Linked DNA regions of Ovis aries: all the other regions are linked to region 2. A link is a contact called in public Hi-C data. All regions are on one chromosome and are shown on one strand. Each heading gives the region's core, a stretch centred on a gene start, on an enhancer-like site or on the middle of the called end of the contact. The rest is flanking DNA. Distances are from core to core; before and after follow the strand shown.

Evidence for each region. Hi-C and Micro-C count contacts between places; a contact is called where the count stands out from the background.
Region 1: a Hi-C map of omental adipose tissue shows a contact between it and region 2, with 2.8 times the contacts expected there. The contact joins two enhancer-like sites. A contact is called at or near these places in 3 of 16 Hi-C or Micro-C datasets (mixed tissues, omental adipose tissue and tail adipose tissue).
Region 3: a contact with region 2 is called in a Hi-C map of hypothalamus, with 5 times the contacts expected there. The contact joins two enhancer-like sites. A contact is called at or near these places in 3 of 16 Hi-C or Micro-C datasets (hypothalamus and tail adipose tissue).

The regions. Positions count from the first base shown.
Region 1 is chr7:63,619,411-63,622,110 of ARS-UI_Ramb_v3.0, forward strand. No RefSeq gene overlaps it. Among named protein-coding and RNA genes, the nearest start is that of FERMT2, 97 kb to the right of the region's middle. Within about 2 kb of position 1,296, at least 7 of the 54 cell types and tissues checked have an H3K27ac peak or open chromatin away from gene starts, as enhancers often do. A contact at or near this core is called in tail adipose tissue, where this site is marked.
Region 2 is chr7:63,789,893-63,792,592 of ARS-UI_Ramb_v3.0, forward strand. It overlaps DDHD1 (DDHD domain containing 1), which reads right to left. Exons shown (of 11, transcript XM_060418059.1): 9 at 1,865-2,117; 10 at 666-857. Among named protein-coding and RNA genes, the nearest start is that of DDHD1, 60 kb to the right of the region's middle. Within about 2 kb of position 1,324, at least 11 of the 54 cell types and tissues checked have an H3K27ac peak or open chromatin away from gene starts, as enhancers often do. A contact at or near this core is called in hypothalamus and tail adipose tissue, where this site is marked.
Region 3 is chr7:63,980,590-63,983,289 of ARS-UI_Ramb_v3.0, forward strand. No RefSeq gene overlaps it. Among named protein-coding and RNA genes, the nearest start is that of TRNAC-ACA, 80 kb to the left of the region's middle. Within about 2 kb of position 1,407, at least 11 of the 54 cell types and tissues checked have an H3K27ac peak or open chromatin away from gene starts, as enhancers often do. A contact at or near this core is called in hypothalamus, where this site is marked.

The DNA.
Region 1 (2,700 bases), core at 46-2,545, 170 kb before region 2:
AAAAAAAAAAATTAATGAGAAGACATTGAAGTCTCTGGGAATAGGCTTTTCCAAAATATGTTCTCTTCAGCTTTATTTAATATATTTTACTTAAAAAAAAACTAATACAATTAAGCTAGATTTAGCCCATAACAAGCTCCAGCTTTTTTCTTTCTTTCTTTTTTTTTTTTAAACAGAGGGGAACATTTGATTAAATTACTATTCATCTGAAAATATTATTTGATGGGGAAAAACCCATTAGATATAGAAAGACAGACAACATTAAACAGTTAATTGGGAACAAAGAATCACATGATGTAATGTAGATAACTGGGAGAGCTCTTGGCTTTGAAATACATTTTTATTCAATGTCATGTAGTTAAAATTGCTGTCACGGTACCTTCTTGTCCAAAAATGGAAGTCCTGTAATTTCCTCACTTTGGCTGACTCGCCGTCTTGGCATGATTCTTGCTGCAGATGAGTATAGAGCTAGTTCTTGTCATACTTTAGAAAAATGTCATTGGCAAATAGAATGGAAGCACAAGTAAATTTCTGAATTTTTAGATTTTTTTAAAATAGAGAATTTATTTAAAAATATATTCTTGTGACCAATGAAAGTAACGATTTTTTTAAAACAGGAGAAACATTAAAATTTGATGGATGATGACGCAGACTGGGGAGGGTTGTACACGTTTAGGTGATTAACAGCTAATTATCAGCCAGAAATCCGCCCCCACCGTAGATATTAGTTTAGTGAAAAAGAAAACTTTTTGTTTGTTTTGTTTATAAAACTTAATGAGTAAAATGATGGCCATTTAAAAAAACTGAATACCATTCTCATTCAGAGACCAACTAATTTTGGGGCCTATAACCAAGGTCAGGAAGTTAGTAATCAAGTTCATTAAGACAAATGGCTCAGTTATCAAATTTAGCCAACACCCCTTGCTCTGGAAACCAGAATAGCCTTGGGGCTAAGAAAGATCCGCCCATACTAAGGGTAAAGCATCTATGATGAATCAAAGGTTTCCAGACGCATATCTAAGCCATTTTGCCTTGCGTGCTACCCAGAAGGTTATGTATGATGCAAGCAAAGGTAGTTATTTTCTGTTTGTGAGAGCCACCCACACTTCCCTGGAACGGAATGCGTCTGTACCCATTTGGCTCGGTGCATAAGCAGTCGTGTGCCCTGGGATAAGTTCTGGCTTCCAGCTTCTTCAAGTGGTATTCCACCCCTTAACGTACCTAAATGGAATTCTGAGAGGCGGCTCCCCACTTCCTCCCAGAGAGACAGCTCCTCCAGTGAGTCATGCAGACAGACACACGCCAACGTCTGGGGCGTTTTCTCTGCTGAGCAGCAGGCTTGTGTTGCACCAGCATCCCGCGTTACCTCTAGCGTCAGCAGCCGCCTCCGGTTTCCCAGACGAGGCTGCCAACTCTGCCCAGTGCCACGGCCCTGAGGAACCAAGGGCTGGGTCTGAGGATTCAACAGAGTGGGAGGGGAAGGGGGTAACTGATTTTCAGTTCACAACAGGAGCAGCAAGGGTAGGTGCTGGAGGTGGGTAGAGGTGGATTGGTGGACATAGTAAATGGATCTAGGGATTCGAGGGCCTGCAACAGTATTTTAAGCCCCAGGCACTGCTTTTTAAATCACCATGAATAATTTCTTTTCCATTCTCTCGGGAGACCTCGGATGTGAGCATTAAATTTTTTTTTTTTTTTAATTTTCTTGATTTTAGAAAGTTATGAACCTACGGGCTCAGCCACGGTTGGGTTTTAATTACCAGAACACAGTTAGATGATTGGGTAAATTATTGGTTATTTTGCCAGTAGCTTTGAACTCTCCCCCGCTCCATGGGATTATTGCCTTTAAAATGCTAAAATATTTTTAAGTTCCAAAATTCTTGCTGTTGTGTTAAAGAAAGAATGACTCTTGTGTTAAAGAAAGAATAACACTTGTCTAAACAGTAAGGAAAGCTTTTCCAGGGCTGTTGTAAGTTGGAGCGTTGCAGCAGGGAAGAGAGCCGAAATTCAACTCCAAATACAATAGACAACTGGGGATTATAGCCAAAGAGCAGAGGGAGCTAGATGGGAAATTACTGAGAGGAGAGAGACTTCAAAGGTGGGGAGACTTACTAAACCGACTTGACGGGATTCTTGCTGAAGGCAGGTTAAGGACACAAATGTCATAGTTGGGAAATGAGGAACTTGATCCCAGCAAGGATGAGGGTTGAGGCTGGTGGAGAGCAGCTTTGTCTTGTGTGGTAAATTGTTTTTTCCACTGCAGCGAGGGGCATAGGGGCTCTGGTACCATTTATCTGAGAGGGAAGAGGCCCTTCTCAGACTTGTGCTTGGCAGGTAATAGACACTGGATTGCTCTGCAAAGCCCAGGGACTTCCCTTCTGGGCCAGCAGGATCAGAGGGTGGGCCGATGATTTTCAGGGGCCTGACAGCTTCCAGGCCTCTGCCCACTATGCACCATCTTCACCCAGTGCAGCCAAGCAATTTGTTGTTAAACTGGATCCAGGGAGACTTAGGAGTTTTTAGTTCTATGTTCCAGAGTCAAATGGAAGAATCAGATCAACTTAAAAATAAAATTTTCTAGATTATTTCCTTATTACAAAAAACACACTCATTCGTAGGAGAGAACAAAATTGATTTTAAAAATTAATTTAAAAATTAGAAATACAAAAAAGATAAGAAAGAAGATAAAGCAGCTATCAT
Region 2 (2,700 bases), core at 74-2,573:
TTAGTGTTTCACAACTATTTAAGATTTTAGACCTTATAAATCCACTGGAAAAAATTAAATAAAGCATCATTCTATTGCTAAGTCCAGTATAATTATCCATTCTTTCATTCATTTCTTGAGTATCTATTTTACACAAGGTAGTAGGGACAGGATGGGAAGCGATAGAGTGAATTCAATACAATTAAAGTTTTGAAGGCTTTATAATTAAGTTGATGAAGGGAGCTATGGGATTAGTGCCAGGATGGTTTTGGCAGAGCATTTTAAAAATGGTATCAAGAGTAGATACAGCATAGATCTGCAGCAACTAAATGAATTTTTAAACCTGAGAAGACCACGTTTAAAAACAAAAACCAAAAAACTACTTTATAAAAATCAGGGAGTGCTTACCACAAAGAGATTTGTTTTATGCTTGACATGTAAGATCTCTGTGTGACAAGGCACTTATTAATGTTCTTAAGTTAATTCACCCATGCAGAGAGTAAAACTGCATTTACCTGCAAATTATTCCTGAAAATGTAAGTAGAGGAAAAGCATTTTTTTCTTTAAAAGCCAGGGCATACTTTAGATTAGAGTGGACTGCTAGTGTTAATATCTTAATGCTCTTTGTCTTCCTCCAGTTTTAAAAAGGACACAGTATAAATCTGGAAAGAAGAGTATGAACTAACATGCAGAGTCAAGAAAGCCAGAACTGCTGTGTGGGAGGGTCTGCGTTGCCACGGTGGTCATGGGTGGTGAGGCAACTGGCTTCTTCTCATCTTCTATGGAGTCCCTTGATGTCTCAGATGGCTGTGATACAGATGAACGTCCAAATCTTGAGAACAACATTCCTCCAAGTCCCTTTCCAATGCTTGCAGCCCCTGCATTTCACAAAACAGGCCAGTCATTCTGCTGAATTACACCACATACCAGGCTAAAGAGCACCACCCGTAATTACAGTCAGTTGGCAGAGAGACTAAGCCCTAGTCATGTTTTTCCAGGGTGGGAACACAAAAAAACTGCAATTTATATTGTAGGTTTCTAAATAAAAATGGTGTTGAACAGAAGGAGAGTTGTACAAACTGCAGGAATACAGCTTACAAAGAAAAAAAGATTCTATTTTATTCAAGTAATCTTTGTTTTTTAAAGTATTTTATAACATTAAAAATGTTAATAAAAAGAACCACGCCATTCACATGGGCATATATTTACTATTGGTATGCCTACTCCTGAAGTGAAGTGGATCTGTTATAAAAAGCTGTGAATAAACAATCTCTATGATGAATATCAATGAATCCAGCAGATAGAGCCTGTTTACAGTGCCATCTTGTGGCATTTTATATTAAGGCAACTTGTAACCAAAAGCAAAGGACAAATTAAGTGGCACACGATTGAGCTCCAGCGCCACACCAAACACCGTGGGTGGAACTGGAGACCATGCAAAGAGAAATTCAATATACTTGTTGCTCTCAAGAAGAACATGATTTGAGAGACTTTTAGGACACAGATCAGAGAACGGATTGGCAAGGACACCCTTAGTACTCAAGCACCCCCTCATTTCACAAATGAGGGAGATGAAAATTAAAAACTATGTGACTTCTCTAGATTTCACAGCAAGTGATGGGTCCAAGGTTAAAATGAGGGACTTGATGTCTCCACCTTTTTTTGTGTGTGTGCATCAAGCTATCTTATATTCTCTAACTATAGAATCTGATCTAACTAGAGAATTTAGGGCTTTTGCCTTCAAATATAAGAAGTGAGAGTAACTAACTCTAAACATTAACTCTCAGATGTTTTGTAATATATAGAGTATTTCCAGGTACCTAAAATTTAATGACTATATAAAATTGCTTAAGTTCATTGATGAGGAATACCAAAGAGAAATTACCTAATATGCTTGCTTTGCCTATATTTGTTATAGATTCCCCATAGTGTCGGCGAGACAAGACTGGCGAAGTCACAGGGCTTGGTATTGTTGAGATGCCTTCATTCTCTGAAATTGAGGTAGGATCTTTTGCTGGGTGAAGAAAGCTTGGCTTCATATACTCGTAAGGTAGAGGATTGGATGTATTATACCAGTGGATCTGCACAGGTGAAATGTTGCTGTAGTGTTTCAGTATTAACGGTTCTAATCTATAAGCCTTGATGGAAAAAAATTCAAAGAAACAAAACATTAAGGCACAATGCTTAGGTTTTAGTAAACTGTTCATTCTGATTCTACTGTGTGCTCAGAGGACCTTAGGAAATGATTAAAAACCTGACATTCCTAACACGTATTCCAATTTCTTCACTGTTAATAATATGTAGTTTGTCTAATTATATATCCTTAATGATGAGACTATAAAAAAATTCGAGTTAAGTCTAGGCTAATAGTGCCCTTTAATTAGTTTTTCAGTAATATTAGTTGCTCAGTCGTGTCTGACTCTTTGCGACCCCACGGGCTGTAGCCTGCAAGTCTCCTCTCTCCATGGGATTCTCCAAGCAAGAATACTGGGAGTGGGTTGCCACTCCCTTCTCCAGAGGATCTTCCCAGGGATTGAGTCCCAGTCTCCTGCCTGAGGGCAGGAGCTACAAGGGAAGACCTTGTAGCTACAGGGAAGTTTGAACTACAGGGAAGACCTTGTTTTTCAGAGGAATATTCATTTTTATATAACATCTAGCAATTAGATTAATATTAAGTCTCAAAAACAAAACTAAAGCAGTAAACAGCAACTTGGAGCGCAG
Region 3 (2,700 bases), core at 157-2,656, 190 kb after region 2:
GTGTCTCTCACATCTCCTGCATTGGTGGGCGGTTTCTTTATCATTAGAGCCACCTTAGAAGCCTCTTTTACTGCTGTTGGGCTGCCGTCTATGGGGTCGTATAGAGTCAGACACGACTGAAGCGACTTAGCAGCAGCAGACAAAGAACTCTAATCCACATCCTAATCTTGTGTTTTTCCTTCCATCATTCTCTCCTCGAGTTTCTGTTAGGAAAATTATAATGGAGGAAGTCTTGTTCAGGCTTCAGAAGCAGGAGAGCAGACTTCTGACCTGCTTCTGACCATCCTAGACACTGGCCAGATTTCATGTCTGCCTGTAAGTATAGCAAGTCAGGCAGCACTTGGGTAAGAAAGATAAGAAAGAGAGTGGGTCTTGGAATTCTTGAGCTCCTAGAGGTCTGGCCAGTCCCTTGGGGTCTTATGAAATCCCATGACTCACAAGGTGAAACAGACAGCATTGTGAAAACGTTTCAGTAAAACCAGAGCAACATTTTTGTGTGCAAACTGATGCTGATATCAGTTTGTGGCTGGGGATTATAAGCAGGAACCCCTCAAAGTCCAAGCTGAAGTCTCACCCATGGGGTGGACACATTGCTTGAGAGCCTTTCCCAATTGCAATTCCAGATTGCTGTCATTCGGGACTTCCCTGTGCTGTTCAAGTCTAGATGTAGGTTGGCCAGTTTGGTGGGGTACACACTGTTACCTCAACAACCTATAAAAATTGAAATAGTTTATGTGTGTAAGGCATGGTTTCTTTTGTTAACAAATCCTTTGAAACTAAAATGGAGGCAAAACTTTCAGCAAAGCAGTTTCATGGTCAAAGGTATCAATGATTCCTCTGCTTTCTGTCCTCAGAATACTTAGAGAGACCATTTATCCTGCCCCTAGAGTTTTGGGATGGCATCACTGACTCAACGGACATGAGTCTGAGTAAACTCTGAGAATTGGTGATGGATAGGGAAGCTTGGCATTCTGAAGTCCACGGGGTTACAGAGTCAGACATGACTGAATGACTGAACTGAACTGAACCAGAGTTTTGGGATCAAAAGAACAGTTTCTGGGGAAGTTTAGCTATGTGTACTGAACCTTTGGAAAATAGCAGGATTTTTTCTCTGAAATACTGACCATCTTTTACAACTATGTATTTCCCTCTTACCTCAAATCTAGGACTAGTGTCAACTTGCCCTAGTCTTTCTCAGCTGTCCAGAGTATGATTTACTGGTGCTCAATTCTTGAGTAGGTCCTGAAAAATTCAGGAAGTTTATTAAGAGCCTCAGCTGTTTCAGGGGAGGAGGGTCAGGATTCCGGATGGAAGGGTGCTGCCACCAGGCTAGATGTCTGGGCGAGCAGGGTTGAGCTCTGACAGCCCATTTAGCTCTCTGATTTGCAGTTGAATTTCCTGCTCTCATAGACTGTTTTTTCAGGGAGCTTGGTGTCCTGTACTGCCCTCTAGCTTCAGTAAAGAGCCATCCTAGTTCCCCAGAGATTTTAACCAATTTAAAGCTCAGAGTAAAGGGACTGGAATCTCTGTATTTTTTTTTCTCTTTCAAAAAACCCCCTCTATCTCTTCATAAATTCTTGGGTACAAACTTCAACCTAGGTGGCACAGGCCTTTTAAACTTCCCCCAGCAGCATCCATGCTCTAAGCTGGATCAAAAGTTCTGTTACACCAACATATTACAGCATTAAGTGAGCAAACCATTCTCTACTACATTTGATGATATAGTTTCCTATAACACACGTCCAGTCTAACATAAAAGATCCAGATCCTCTTTTCACACGTGTGTTCAGTCACCAAGCCGTGTCTGCCTCTGTGTGACCCCATGGACTGTGGCATGCCAGGCCTCTCTGTCCCTCACCATCTCCTGGAGTTCACCCCCATTCATGTCAACTTTTTAATATAAGGAGATCAATAAGTGATATCTAAAAGAGAAATATCAGGAAATATTAGAATCATATTAGTTAGAAATATTGAGGTAACTATCATAAAAAATATCTAAAAGAGCTGAAAATGTTTGCTTCTGAACAGTTATTGTTATAATCTTATGGCATTATTTTAATTTTTAAACTTTTAGCTTCTTGAGTTTTAAGAAAATGAACTTTTAAAAAAACAGCATCTTTTTTTTTTTTCCTTTGAGGGACTCAAAATTTGTCTCCGTGGGTTATGTATATGATCTCAAAGTCCTAATTTCTTTTTGATCTCACTCTTTAATGTTAGTAGATTTCCTCAAATATATGATAGCCATGGTTATTATTTCATATTGAAGCAAGTGACACTGATTGTCAAAAAAAAAAAAAAAAAAGCTGATTGTAAGCTCGGTGTGTGTGGGACAGAGGCTTTTAGAGAGGTAGCCTGAACTGTTGAATAACTGGAATGAGCTTCTTCATTAGAGTCCCCAGATGATAATATCTTTAGGGGTTTTCTCCCTGAACTGATCTTTTTCCAATGTGAACTTGCTGCCTCTCAAGAGGTGAGACACTGTTTTCACTCCATTGAATCTGTTAGACCTTGACACTGTTTTGACCAATAGAATAAGTGGAAGTGATGCTGGGCCAGTTCTGGGCTTGGTCTTCAGCCTTGCAGCTCTGCTTCCTATGTCTGGAAGCCATTCTCCATGTAAGAAGTCCAACTTTCCAGTGGCCACTCTGCCTTGCAAAGCCCAAGTCATGAGAAGCCCAAGCTCAGACTGTGGAGAATGAG